Linked DNA regions of Danio rerio: region 1 is linked to region 2. Evidence: chromatin contacts called from public HiCAR-type data. All regions are on one chromosome and are shown on one strand. The core of a region is the stretch at or near the end of the contact, and the rest is flanking DNA. Distances in the headings are between cores, read along the strand shown.

Region 1 (7,120 bases), core at 2,770-5,269, 140 kb after region 2:
TGGCGAAGTGTTCTATTAGGACTTTTAGCTTGCCAGTAACCTGGGTTAAGCGCTTCCGATAAACTGTAAGCCATTGATCAATTGGTGTGTTTAAGGTCTGTTTTCTTTAAAAATCAGCAATCTCCACCTGCTAAGTGATATCCGATATAAAGTGGGTCTCAGATTGTACAAAAAGCACTGCATTAAATTACATTTTTCCCCGCCATGTCTTTATAATATGAGCATTTATTTTTACCCCACTATATTCAATGGAGCTTCTGCACTAGCCTGCCGATTCTGACAGGCGCATGCGAGTAAATGGCTTTTTGTCTCGTTTTACGCTTGAGCAACTAAATGAATGCCAAGTCTATTTAACTGGTTATATTCTAATTACATTACAATGTCAATGTTGTAAAAGAAATTGTATAAAATGGAAAAAAACTCACAATAACAGGTCACCGGAAGTTCATCAGCATGGGAACAACACTAGCTTCAGCTTGGCATATACCCTATCCTAAACCACTACCTCAGAACCATTTAAATGCAGTGTTGGTAAAGCACAATCTGATGGGTAAAATAAAATGTCCCTGGATGCCTGGGATGTTGCTCGGCGGTACATTTTGAGCAACAAATGAGTAATATGCATTGCGAAATTGCGTTTATGCATGCAAAACCTCAAAGCACTACATCGAGGGGTTAGAGTGAAGCATTTAGAAGACGTCTTTGTGAAATTGTCATGGCTCAACTCGTACCGTCGGTATTGAACTCACCTTGGTCAAGTACAAATAGCAACACGGACAAAACTGACAAAACTGAGAGAGAACTGTTGAACTTTATGCAGAACACAACGTCACTGTCTGAGAATGACGTGAATAAGTCCTGAAGAGTTTAAGATATATTGACAAACACAGTTTTTCTCAATAGCCTACAATGAAAGAAATCTATTTGCTCAAGCCCAACTGAAAACATCAGTAAACAACAACAACAGAAACCACCAAAGGAACCCATATGAACACAGCCAGAATTACTCATTTGAGCATGGCAGCATGCACATATTTGTCATTCCAATGGTGAATAAAAGAAAAACTTTTGGAATTCTACAAAAGCTGTTCGGCATTTCTTATTTTGGCCAATTTAAACAATTATAAACAACATAAACATGTTGATGTTCTGATAGCAATTCCTATCTAGAAGTATTACTTCCCGGCCACCTGAATTTTGCACATCATCAATGACGTCATGTCAAAATAACCTTTAGCAGTCCAAATTCAAAACATTGAAGTGTTTTTTTTTTTTCTGCCACGGCAACCCGGGGTGCTGAAATATAATTGGGCGAACTGACAGTGGGTGGAGTTACACAGACCAAAACAATGACAAACAGTCCAAACGCACATTTTCAAAGGAGAATAACTGACTTTTTTCAGATAAACATGCATGTTCTCAGCATGTTACTTAAATATCTGCAAACAGTACTAGGCTTTGGCAGTGTTTCCCAACTGGTAACCCACTTTTGAGTCGCGGCTTGTGTGGTAAAAAAAAAAACAACAAAAGTAAACATTTTTTGCTTATTTTGCTTATATCAAACTTTTATTTCAAAATTCGTGCACCACAGCCCTACCGGTTGACATGTGAAATTTCGTTTAATCATAGCAACAAATATGTCGAAGCGCATGTACGACCCTGAATATGTAAAGTATATATTTACATTTATTGACGACAAAAAAGGCTTTAAGCCTCAGTGTCATATGTAGTTAGCTGCTCTCATAAGAGAGCATGAAACCTTCTAAATTAAAACGACATTTAGAAACCAGAAATGTTTTATTAACAGTTCAGTTAAGTTCATAGTAACTGAACCTTTCCTTAACCACTGTTTACAGTATTTGTCGTTTTTCGTTTGTAATATTTATATAATTTGATAGATTTTTTTTAAATGACAGCAATAAATACTGTTTATTTGTAAGTCTTGGTGAATGTCTTATGAATTTTCTGTCACTACTTGTGTATGTTAACAAATAAATACAAATTAATTATTATTCCTAAAATTGTATTATAGTTCCTAAAAATTTGGATCGCGGCTTGATGACCGTTTAAAAATGTGGGTCCCATGGCCAAACCAGTTGAGAACCCCTGGGATATGGGTATTTGTATGATTTAGTAGTGTTACAAACAGCACCTTGAAACATTATTTAAAACTTATTCTACTTACTTTTCCCTATTCTACTTACGTTCCCCAACACAGTGAATGGAATCAGAGCTGGGCAGAGAAGGAAGTGTTTGAAAAGACTGGCTATGATCATACAGTATGCAAAGTAATGTTACTAAGTAGGACAACTGTCACCGAGTTTGTTGTTATGCTAGCATTCTTCATCCCTCGGGCTCTCTCGGTCTGATAGTTACCTGATGTAGAAATGTGATATCCTATTTAGCAAATAGCCCATCATGTTTATTTTTTCCTCTGCGGGTTTCAAGGTAGAGAACTGATTATGAGTGTTTACATTTACAGTAAACGCTGCAAATAGTGCTTCATTTTCTAAATCAAAATGGGTTTCTTTAGAGCAGAGCAGAAAATGGATCTGCAATGTTTTAGAGCACTTGATGTTAACCTACTGTCCAGATGAAGCCATACAAATTGGGAAACATGATCAAAATTGGTAGTAAATGAGTAAGAAGTTTGCAAAACATCCATGCTTCATAAATGAAAGAATGTAAGACAACGATAAAACTATGGGTGCGCTTCATATGTACTCACATCAGAAAAATAAAATGGAAATAAAAAAACAACTAATGATGATTCAAGCTAGCTATTCTTGATTTATCAGTGCATCAAGAGCATTTAAAGTATAAAAGGGGTAGTGCATAAACATACTGTTGGCCCATCAAAAATACAAGCACAAAAATAACCCGCAGGAGAGGAGAGGAGGAAATGCGGGCACTGGCTGTGCGACCATTAAATATGACTCATTTGCACCACTTATGCGGGTGGAAAATCTAAAAAAATATCTGTAGACCTTTCATTTAGTGTTTTTTAACATCATTGTGCATGTTCGTTTTTTTTAGCATTGTATTTTGTTATTCCTATTTACTGCAATGCTCTCTATGGATCATAACTGCACACATTTTTTATCCCACAGAACTGTTTTAAGGACAGATAAGGCACAGATAAATGCAGAATCAGTGCTTTACCTGCAGGAATGGTAAGGTTGTACGAACTGTAACATTTTATACAACCCTGTGGTGATGATCTGGGTCATCTTGCTTATGTAACATGCTTATATGCTTATTTGTAGAGATGTGATTATTCCCTTAACTGTAAGGTTTACCCTAATGACAAACCATCTGTGAAGTCCAACATAAAGAAAAAGAAACTAAAGATGGAGCACAGTCTGATCTGCAAAAGTCTAAATTGGAGAACAACAAAATATTGAGGAAAAGTTGGTTTTATATTTACACGTTCGTTCAGTGACAACTTATGGCATTCTCCCTATATTGTTTACCATGTTACTTTGAATAATTAGGCCTGAACTTACATATAAATATGACTTCAATACAACATTAGCACTATTTATTTGACTGTGAACAGTTGTATTTTGATAGACATTGGCTGCTAATATGATTTCTCCATTTAGAATTTGCAAAGAATCCTTTAATATAAAACCAACTTTACCTCAATCAACAAAATGGCTACAAAAATCTTTGGCTCATTCTGGGCTAGCTTGAATACTATAACAGGCCTTCAGCATGTACACCGAAATAGCAGCAAGTTTACCCTGGAGACATTTAAAATCATGAACCGAGTGAAAAACCTGTTGAGTGATGTTGACAACGCTTTCCTTTCAAAATGAGTAATTAACAGCAGTGGGCCTGATCATTTCTGTGGACATTTGCTTGATGCCTGTGTGGAAGAACTGTATTTTTATAAGTTTGTACCTACTTTTTTGAAAGTCTTTCCAGCAGGAACCTAAGTTGTGAAAAGATTAAGTGGTTGTCGCAAGTTTAGTAGAGTCCCAATATCTTTAATGAATTCAGAGTAGCTGGTACAGCACTGCACTGCCACCTCCTGGTTATACTTGATAAGACAAGAATAATTATGTAAACATGTTGGCGATATCAAAATCTGATTCACCATGAGATTACATCTGCGTTTCATCCCTCTGCCCTAATCCCTTAGAATGGTTTACCTTCTAGACTCAAGAGTGACGACTTTGAAGGGATGCATGCCTATAGGGGATAAAAAAGATTTTGACTGCATCTGCGTCACAAATATAACGTGGAAAAAACATGGGGTGTGCTCACCACTTTCTCCTTCATTCCCAAGAGTCATCTGAAGTTTGAGTTAATATTTTTAGGAGATTGCTCATGAAAATCCCTACTTTGGAACAAATATGTGCCCTTGATGTGCACTTGGAATTTAAAGTGGTATTGTGTTAGAAAGAAGCAGATAAAAGGAAGATGTTTAGGGCAGATTGTCAAGCCTGCTTCTAGAGCAGGGGTTCCCAAACTTTTCAGCCCGCGACCCCCAAAATAACAATGTCAGTGACTCGCGACCCCCATTTTTCAAGGTGGTTATACTGTAAATATATAAACTTTGTAGACACAACTATAGGCATGTATAAACATAAGCACATTGACAACACATACATGCAACAGTCTAATAACCATATATAATTTTTATATTCATTTATTAATTTATGATATAAAAAGTAAAGGCTGATGACTGATTTTTATTTATTTATAATAGATAATAATAATATAATAATAATTTTGTTTTATTTATTTGTATGTTGTTGTTTATTTATCACAAATATTAACCTCTGTGCAGTTATGAGTAAAATATGGTCATTCAAATAGTTCAATAAAACTTATTTAAGTTTTGGAGATCACCAAGCGACCCCTTGTCATTGTTACGCGACCCCCCAGGGGGTCCCGACCCCCACTTTGAGAACCACTGTTCTAGAAGGCCATTGCCTTGCAGAGTTCCCCCCTGGCTGGGTAATGAAAGTCTTGGAGAGCCATATCACACTCTGAAGGTCACCATGGCTGCCATATTGAAGCGTTGTTCCAAACTGAAGTGCTAAAAACTGGTCACTTCGAAGGGCTCTTCGGATTAAAGGATTTTAAAAAAATAAAACTGATTTACACTTCGGGCCACATTTCTTTAAACAGGGAAGTTGTTTGGTGTCATTAACAGTACTTAATTTAGAAGGGTTCTTTTCAATGCTCTAATCACTTTAGAGAGACCCTCCAGATGGATTAGGGCCACTATTTCTCTACTCAAAACATCTGCCTAAAATTTTTATTATATCTGTTATAATGCTTAGATGTATTGAATTAGGGACCAGACAGTGCAGAACAGAGACACTCTAGGTACAATTCTGGACACCCCGGTTTGGACCATTGTTTTCATGCTTAAGTCCTCTTCATGGGTGGATTTACTCTGTATGGAATGTAGCATATGGTTCCTTGTCAAGATTAAGGCCCAGATAAACTTCAAATGAAATTGAAGAATGAACTGAAATGACATAATTTCAGACAAAATCCAGTTAAAACGAAGGCTGTGTTGAATACGTTGAAGCAGTTTGTAACAACTGACTGAACCTAACTGTTTTATGGTGTTTGTTTTGGCTCCTTATGGGTTGCATATAGGGAGGTTTGGCTCTTGTTTATTGCCACCCTTCGTAAAAAAAGATTGAAAATGCGTAAGAAATACCTTTACAGGATGATAACGGGATAGAACTGTAAAATACGGGAGAATCCTGGGAAAAACTGGAGGCTTGACAGGTATGGCAAACATCAATACCCATGATCACTCTCAGATATATTTTAAAGACTCGGACACTAGACAAGAAGGCGTTGCGCCATGTCTTTTAAAGTTCGAAACTAGGAACTTACTCATTGTAAACTAGGAATTTATTGGAGAGGAATAGTTGAAATCATTCATGCTACCATAACTTTTTGGCCTCAAATGTAGAATGAAAAAAATGTCAGGACCTTTAGAGTGGGCTTTTTAAAAAAGGGACCAATCAGGAAGGAGATTTCAAACTGCAAGTGCCAATCAGAAGCAAAGGAGTCAATATATTAATATTTCAATAAGACCCATATATTGTGAAACTATAAGTCTTTTCAGCTTGTTAAACTGCTATAACATCTCAACCTCCCCAACCTGCATTATTTTCAGAAGATGAGCTCCTGTGTTTACAAATGACACCAAACTTCATTTAAAACAGTGCAAAGGTGTAGACAAAAAACAGACCACACACAAAGTTATTTGGATAAAACTGCAAATATAAATTAGGAAGATTTATTTAAGGTTAATAAGTATTTCCACAGTATGAACATACACAGTTTCAAAAAGGCAGAGGATAAAAGTATGGCATTTTTACAGTTTTCGTTTTTAAATACAGTCAATTTCACTAAAAGGAAACCATGGCTGAAGGTGCAGTGATTGTATTTCACATGGAAGGGCGTTTCTGGTGTTTAAAATACACTTGGAGTGAGTAACATGTCCAGCTTTATCTTTACCAGTGTACAAAATACCATAAAAATCAAATCTCATTCTTAGCAAGACAAAATCTGCTACATTTATCACTTAGCAGGGGTGCTTTGAGTTATAATGCCTTATTTATGTGCCTAAGCACACCAAAGCCCCTAGAGAAAGGATCATGGTTAGTTTAATATCCTTTCCGAAATAACGAGTTACATTATTGCAGTTCTTTCTTCACAATTCAAGTAGAATAATATTTCTCTGTGTGTTGGATGAACAGTGATCTTTAATACTGGGTTGCTGGTGACCTATGAAGAAAAGGGAACGAAGACAGCAAGCAGGGAACGGTTGGATATGTAAAGGAAACAGCATTAAACAGCTGGTCAAAACTAGCCGTGGCATTTCAAGGGAATGTTGACGTGCTCCACGAAAATCACCCCCTTTCTGGCGGGCACCTTGATGTAAAGCAAGATCCAAAAAACACATCAAAATGCAAATCAATTTGATGTCAAGACCTTGACGTCAATACATTGATGAAATTTCGACCACCAAAATAACGACACAAAAAATATGAAACTATATGAAATATGTTACTCATTTGAAGGCTTCAACTACAAATGTATGATTCTGTTTTTCTACATTGCATGTAAGCTACCTTGA
Region 2 (6,983 bases), core at 4,344-6,843:
AACATAACTGTCAAAAGTTATACAAAAATGTAAATGACAGTTGCTCCCACTTTATATTAAGTGGCTTTAACTACTAAGTCCTTATGTAAAAAGTAATATAAATATCAAAATAATATATTGCTTATAGTGCTGGGCGATATGGCAAAAATGCAATCTCGTTAATTATTTTACATTATTAAACGATAATGATATATATTTCGATATATGTTTTTAATCCTTCTAAATTTAAAAGAATACCCTAACAATTACCGAAGATACAAAAATTAGAGGATCCATTAAATGGCATTTTTGCCCGATAGATTTTTGGTGACCGAAAATTCAGTACATCTCTAATATTAACACACTTTTTTAGATTCCCATTGTTGTACATTTCTGCTGTGTGGCTTTTAGATCAATATAGAGTAAAAAAGTCCAGCACTTATAATTGTTCTAGATATAAATTTTATCGCGATTCAATATAATATCGTTTATCGGCCCAGGCCCCAGCCCTAATTGCACAACACTTATGGTGCTACTGAGGGGGCATAGAGGTAAGGTTAGGGACAGATTTGGTGGTATGGGTATCCTTAAGGATAAGGTGTAAGGGATGGGTAAACAGTGTAATTATAAATGTAATTTCAGATGAAATTACATGCAGACAATTTCTTTTATATAAGTTTAATGTTAAAACATGTATGTGCATAATATCTGCATTACTACATGATTCATTTAAATGTAAGTATACAGTAGTTAGGAGCACTTTATATAAAGTCTGACCTAAATTTTTATCACATTTTTTGTATAAATATAATGTTCTACTGTCATTCAGTGTAACAGATATATTTATATGTAAAAACTAAACAATTATTTGCCGAGGATTAAGCTGCTTTGTTTATCGAGGAAAACACAAGAACTTCTTTGCCATCAAAATTGCCACTGTAAATTTCCAGTCCTTGTTCTCTTTCTCAGTTGCTTCTTTTCCAAAAGAGGAAAACACATGAACTTTTTTTTTTTTTCAAAGCACCAAGTTCAGCTGTTCAGAAATATACTGTAAATCAATTCTGTACATTTTCTGCAGATTTAATCTTAATACTGATACACTAAGCATCCTGTTTTACACATGATAAATTTTCAACTTTGATTTCAAACTTTCACCTCCCTTCAACCCTGTGAAAAAAATGACACTCTTAGAAAACCGGTACTTTATCATCCAAAAGCCAAATGTTACAGACATCTCCCACTGATTTCATGTAATTGTGAGCTAGTCAAACATTATGAATCATCGAGATCCATAATAAGAAGCATGTTTTTTTTTTCAAATGAAATCATTCTGTCAACGTAGGTACCAGAAGCTATGCCATTGACAGTTTCACTTCCTATAAAATAGTTTCAGGCACACAACATACACTTATAGTCACCTGTGTGACACCCAGACCACATTTCATATCATGAATACATCAAATACCTGCTAAAAACAACAACAACAACAATAGAAAACATAATTGAATGTATAATGGTTTTAAAGGCTATAATGGAAATTCTATGTGAGTATGCGTACATCTTCTGAGCGTTGAATACATACACTTTATTTACTGTAAGAATTCATTTGTGATTTGTTAGGATATTGATGTATGATTTGTTAGGATATGATAATTATTGATTACAAATATTTGAAAAATCTGTCATCCTATGGTTAAAAAAAATCAATATTAATATTGTGAAAATCACCTTATTTTCTAACTCAGAGATGCCAAAGTAGGGCCTGCGGGCCCATTCTAACCTTTGATTTGGCCCACCATTTCATCTATGAAGAGAGTGAGAATGACTGAGAGGATTGAGAGTGAATGCCTTTAAAAGTGTCATTTCTAATTAGTTTTATTGCTGAGCTACAAAAAAGCAAACTGAATGAAATGTTTCACTTAAATGTTGTAAATGAACAAGATTTTTATAAATGTACAGTAAATATTGTCACTCGATGGATAAAGAACTATGTCGAAGACATCTTTGAGCAAATCAAGGCAAAAACTAGTGTAACCCCATGCTGTTATAAATGTTTTTGTTTTTACTGTAGTAAGTTCATAATAAAATGTAATGTATGCTTTATTATAGGGATGCTCTGATCGATCAGCTGAAAATTGGTATTGGCAGATAATCACATATCACGACTTGATCGGCACTCGCTGATCTGGCCAATCGCAATCTAATGCAAGTGTTTGTTTATGAGTTTACAACCCTGGTAATGCTGCGGTCACACTAGATGTTGTGCATGAAAAGTTTTGTTGTTTAACGCTGTGAAAAGGGGCGGGATTAAACAAGATGATTAGATGTTAAAAAAGCGAGCGATTGGCTAATGTTTTAAATTTCGGTCCAGAGAGGTCATGTTTTGATCTTCGATTAGTCTCACGGAATCCTGTGAAGCGAATTCGCAGGTCAGAGTTCACCAAGCTAGAACTTTCCAAGGCAGCGAACTGTGAAACTTGTCGCACGAGCTTGCATTTCCGCATTGGCGTGCGTACACTGCAAAAGATGCAGGGTTCCAAACTAATTCATCCATGTTGTCCCAAAACAAATTAAGTTAACTGAACACTTTTAACAAATTTATGTGAATTAAACACAAAAAAATTAAGTTGTCCCAATGAAATCTCAAGAATTTTGTTGTTTCAGCTCATTTTAATTACGTAGTTTAAACAAGAAAAATGATTTTTGAGTGTATAAATGGAAGTCTATGGGGAGAAAAGTGCAGTGTGACTGCAGCTTTATACATCCACAGTGCTATAACACGTGAGAAATGTTTCCAAATTGCATTGTCGGTAATTTTTCTATCTAATTTTATCTATGGAGTGTTCCTACTTTATTAGTTAATATCAAGCAATGTTTACTAGTTGTTTTAAAATATTATTAAATTAATTAGGAAATTACCCGCGGCAAATTTACTGTATTTACATTCAACCCACTAGCCTCAATCAAGTTTGGCTTTTGGCCATTTATAAGAAAAAACTTGGGCACCCCTGGTCTAAATGAAGTTGTTAGTAATGCATATTACTGATCAAAAATTGAGTTTTGATATATTTACCATATAAGATTTACAAAAATATCTTCATGAAACATGATCTTTATTTAACATCCTAATGGTTTTTGCAACATAACACTGGTAAGGGCCACATTTTGAGTTTACTGGAAACTGTAATGGTCTTCAATTTGAATCCTAATTGAATATGTCCCAAGACACGTTAGAAAGCTATAAAATGTATTGGTTGTGATGGTTAAAATTTGATGGTTTGTATTATTTTTAATGGTATTTGTAGTGGAAACCTTTAGAACAAGTGGAGGGCCGCAGCTCTACATAGTTTAGCTCCAACCACCTCCAACTCACTCCTGCTTAATAGTCTCTAGTAGTCTTGAACACCTTGACTAGTTGAATCAGCTGTGTTTGATTAGGGTTGGAGCAAAACTGTGCAGAGCTGTGGGCCTCCAGGAATCCAGTTTGAGACCCATGCTCTAGGACAGTGGTTCTCAAACTGTGGTACGTGTACCACTAGTGGTACGCAGGCTTCCTTCTAGTGGTACGCAGAGAAATTAAATATGTCATGTACATGCTACACACATTTCACAATTTATCAAAAATGATGTATATAATATGCCATATATGACATAGCCTATATTTCTGAGGTAATCTGCCACAATTTTTAACTGTGCTAAGTTCTAGCTGTTTTACTGGGCCTACTATGCGACTGTATTTCAATACTGCTCATTTTGGTGGTACTTGGAGAGACAATTTTTTCCTGAGGTGGTACTTGATGAAAAAAAGTTTGAGAACCACTGCTCTAGGAAATCTGTAATGCTTCCTATTGTTTTTTTTTTCAGCAGGATAGTCATAAAAAAGTGAGGTATGATCATGTATAACACGTTTTCTCCTCCATTCCTCAGAAAAGAGCTCATGGCGGAGCTGCTAGAGGATGAAAAGGCATCAATGGAGTTTGCACGATATGAAGAGGAATATCGGATACTCACAGAAGAGAACCAGAACTTGATAACGGTGCACAGTGAACGAGCGCAGCAGCTCGAGACGCTCCGAGTGATCAGTCAGAAGAGGCAGGGCTCCTCGTGACTCTTGACATTGATGAAAAGATCTGTCACCTCATGGCTTTCCTTCAGTGTACTGAAACAACAACAACAACAACAAAACTGATCTTGAATCAGTGCGCTTAAACTGAAACACTTAATAAATGTATATTTAAGCTAACGTGGGTCGTTTCAGAGCCCAACTTGATCTGAGGTGTCGCCTCAGTCTGATATACAGTATTGGTATTCTGAATACAGTATATACAGCTTGTTCTTTGTGTGTGTTTAAAGGGTGTGTTTGTTGACAAATGTGCTTGTACAGATGGAGCTGTGTCTGTGTTATATCATGTAAAATGCTCTGCTGTGAAGGAGCGGTCCTCAGCGAGAGATGTTACTGTCTGTCAGTTGCATTAAAAAGGAATTAAACCTCTGTCCAGCTATCTAAGTTCAAGCAAGGTGATGATAGACCTATGACTACACACCATTGTTTAGTCACTCAGTAAAAGGGAACTTGGCTTTCGAAATGTGATCTGCTCATTTTAGGATTGTGAAACCCTTCAAAACTATCAATGGCTGACACCTCCATCCCACACAAGCCGAGATGCCGGCAGTTTATGATCGCAAAACCAGTTTAGCAGCAGTGTTTTGCTTCCTCCAGATTTAGATTTTTAGTTTGTTTGGCTATGGGCAGGTTTCTATTTCTTTGTTAGAAAGATGAATGACTCTATATGTCAAAATGTAAAAGCATTTGTTTATTTTTCATTTTTCAAAACAGTTTTGAGAATCTGACAGGATATTTGAGATTGTATACTACTGTGTTTACACCCATCACTTTCATATAATGCTGTGTATAACCATAACATTATACCAGGAAATAGTTACACAATAAATATGTTTATTTATTTATTAGAATAACCTACTTTTGTAATTATAATAAAATATACATTTTCTAAGAAATTATGACAGTGAATAAATTACTTTAAACAATATTTTATATATTAATTTAAATATGAATATATACTAGCCTATATAAGAATTGATTTTACCATCGATTGTTTATACATCCAAGTTTTTTAAAGTTGTTCAAATGCACAATATTCTAGATCAGGGGTGTCCAAACTTGATCCTTCTGATTTTAGCTCCAACTTGCTTCAACATACCTGAAAGGAAGTTTTAGTGTATCTAGTAAGCGGTTGATTAGCTGGTTCAGGTGTGTTTGGAGCTAAACTCTTCAGGACAGGACCGTTCGGACAGCCTTGTTCTAGGTAATACACAGTTAATAACATTTCAGAGGTCATTTTGGCTTCTTTTATACACAAAGGTTGTCTGTAAAGACTAATCTAGGCCTGAAGAGGTTAAATTATGTATGTCTCTGCCTGTACAGTGAAAACCAAGGCGGTCTGTGGAAATACAAGAAAGTCATGATGTAAATGACTGACGGGATAGAGACAGCCAATGAAAGGAGGTCAGCGCTTGAGAAGGCGGGATAAAAACAATTTTTGGCCATAAGTCACATGACACCCAAGCGAAGCACAAGCGCCTCCTTGTTTTCATAGTTACAAGTGAGCGCTTTAAGCAGCCTGGGTTTAGTATGTAGTATCAAATCCAACTTATTACTCTCCGGTGATATGACAGGTGAGTAGGCTACATACGAACGATTGTGCTTTTTTTTTAAAGAAATATATGTCGAGAGACATAAATATATTGAAAATAGAGATCTTTAGAGAAGTTTAAGTGGTCTTTTTTAATGTTATGTGTCTGAAAGGGTTAATTTCGGGTTTGTTTTGTTACATGCTTTACGCATATGAGTTCTAATAATCACGACTATGTAAGCGATAATATGCTTTTATGCAAATGTAGATTTTTTTGTCGGACCTATGCTGTTACAAAACATAGGCTACCTAGGCAGCATTTTTGTACACAATAACCGCGTTCCGATGTTTCGATCGAGCATTTAAAGCGCGCGCTTGACATGCCTTAAATGCTGTCTAGGTAGACAGCTCACTAGGTTTTGTTACACAACCGTAATGTTCATTTTCATTACATCAAAGGCGCGTCAGTTGTTTTACTCGACAAATTATTAGGGAAACGAGTTCAAAAGTGTCCGTTTATCAAAAGTACGTCAGCTCAACTGTGAGGCAACTGGTACCCAAGTTCCTTTAAAAGTCGATGAGTTAAGTGGAAAGGAACAGACGGACAAAATGCTTGCTCATCCTTTATCAGCAAAACCCAATGAGTCAGCAGAGAGCGCGCACTGTCTTGCGCCACACACACACACACACACACACACACACAAGAGCGCGCGCGCGCACACATAAACTCTCATGACTCGACTAGGTCAAATTCTCTGTACACAGCTGAGATAAGGAGCTCCCGTGGGTAAGAACACGTACCTACTGAGTGATACAAACAGCATTTCTTCCCCAGGCGGTTCTGTTGTTTTTTAAGTCGTTTACTTCCCGTTGAGCGAGTGTGAGAGGTATGACGTGGTCAAGTATGCGAGCGCCTTAATAATAACTGGTCGACTGTGATTCGGCACCCTTTATAACTAGAAGTTCATTTAACAAGAAATACATGACATTATGCAACGTAACACAAAATTGGCCAGTTAAAAAAACAACAAGCTTTGAGATTTGCTGGAACATGAGTAAAATAGTGACATACATTTACTTTTACAAAGAAAGTGTGACTTCATTGTAGTTCCATTCTGGATTTTCCCTTTTCCAGTTCCCCTCTTTATCAATAGTCAGTTTCAGAGCGGCACACTTGAATCTGACTTTTAGCCTATTACAGTTAACGAATCTCTGTTTGAGATTCCAATTATAGCCTAAAAATAGGCGTTTCCCAGTACTGGGTTATTGCGTCTTAAAGGGCATCCGCTGCGTAAAACATGCTTGATAAGTTGGCGGTTCATTCCTCTGTGGCAACCCCTGATAAATAAA

What was found. HiCAR-type assays count read pairs that join an accessible place to other places.
Region 1: a contact with region 2 is called in a HiCAR-type map of caudal fin, with 4 times the contacts expected there. The contact joins the promoter of grik1a here to the promoter of bach1b in region 2. A contact is called at or near these places in 1 of 18 Hi-C or Micro-C datasets (caudal fin) and 1 of 4 datasets of contacts at active chromatin or transcription factors (caudal fin).

Annotation. Positions count from the first base shown.
Region 1 is chr10:30,497,710-30,504,829 of GRCz12tu, forward strand. grik1a (glutamate receptor, ionotropic, kainate 1a) reads right to left here and starts at 4,020. Exons shown (of 16, transcript XM_073914784.1): 1 at 3,911-4,020. It overlaps tiam1a (TIAM Rac1 associated GEF 1a), which reads right to left. Exons shown (of 29, transcript XM_073914764.1): 29 at 6,244-7,120.
Region 2 is chr10:30,358,773-30,365,755 of GRCz12tu, forward strand. It overlaps bach1b (BTB and CNC homology 1, basic leucine zipper transcription factor 1 b), which reads left to right and starts at 5,594. Exons shown (of 5, transcript NM_001384147.1): 1 at 5,594-5,676. map3k7cl (map3k7 C-terminal like) reads left to right here. Exons shown (of 7, transcript XM_073914786.1): 7 at 3,907-4,471. The coding sequence ends at 4,087. It overlaps LOC141376380 (a long non-coding RNA gene), which reads right to left and starts at 6,513. Exons shown (of 6, transcript XR_012386345.1): 1 at 6,435-6,513; 2 at 3,991-4,138.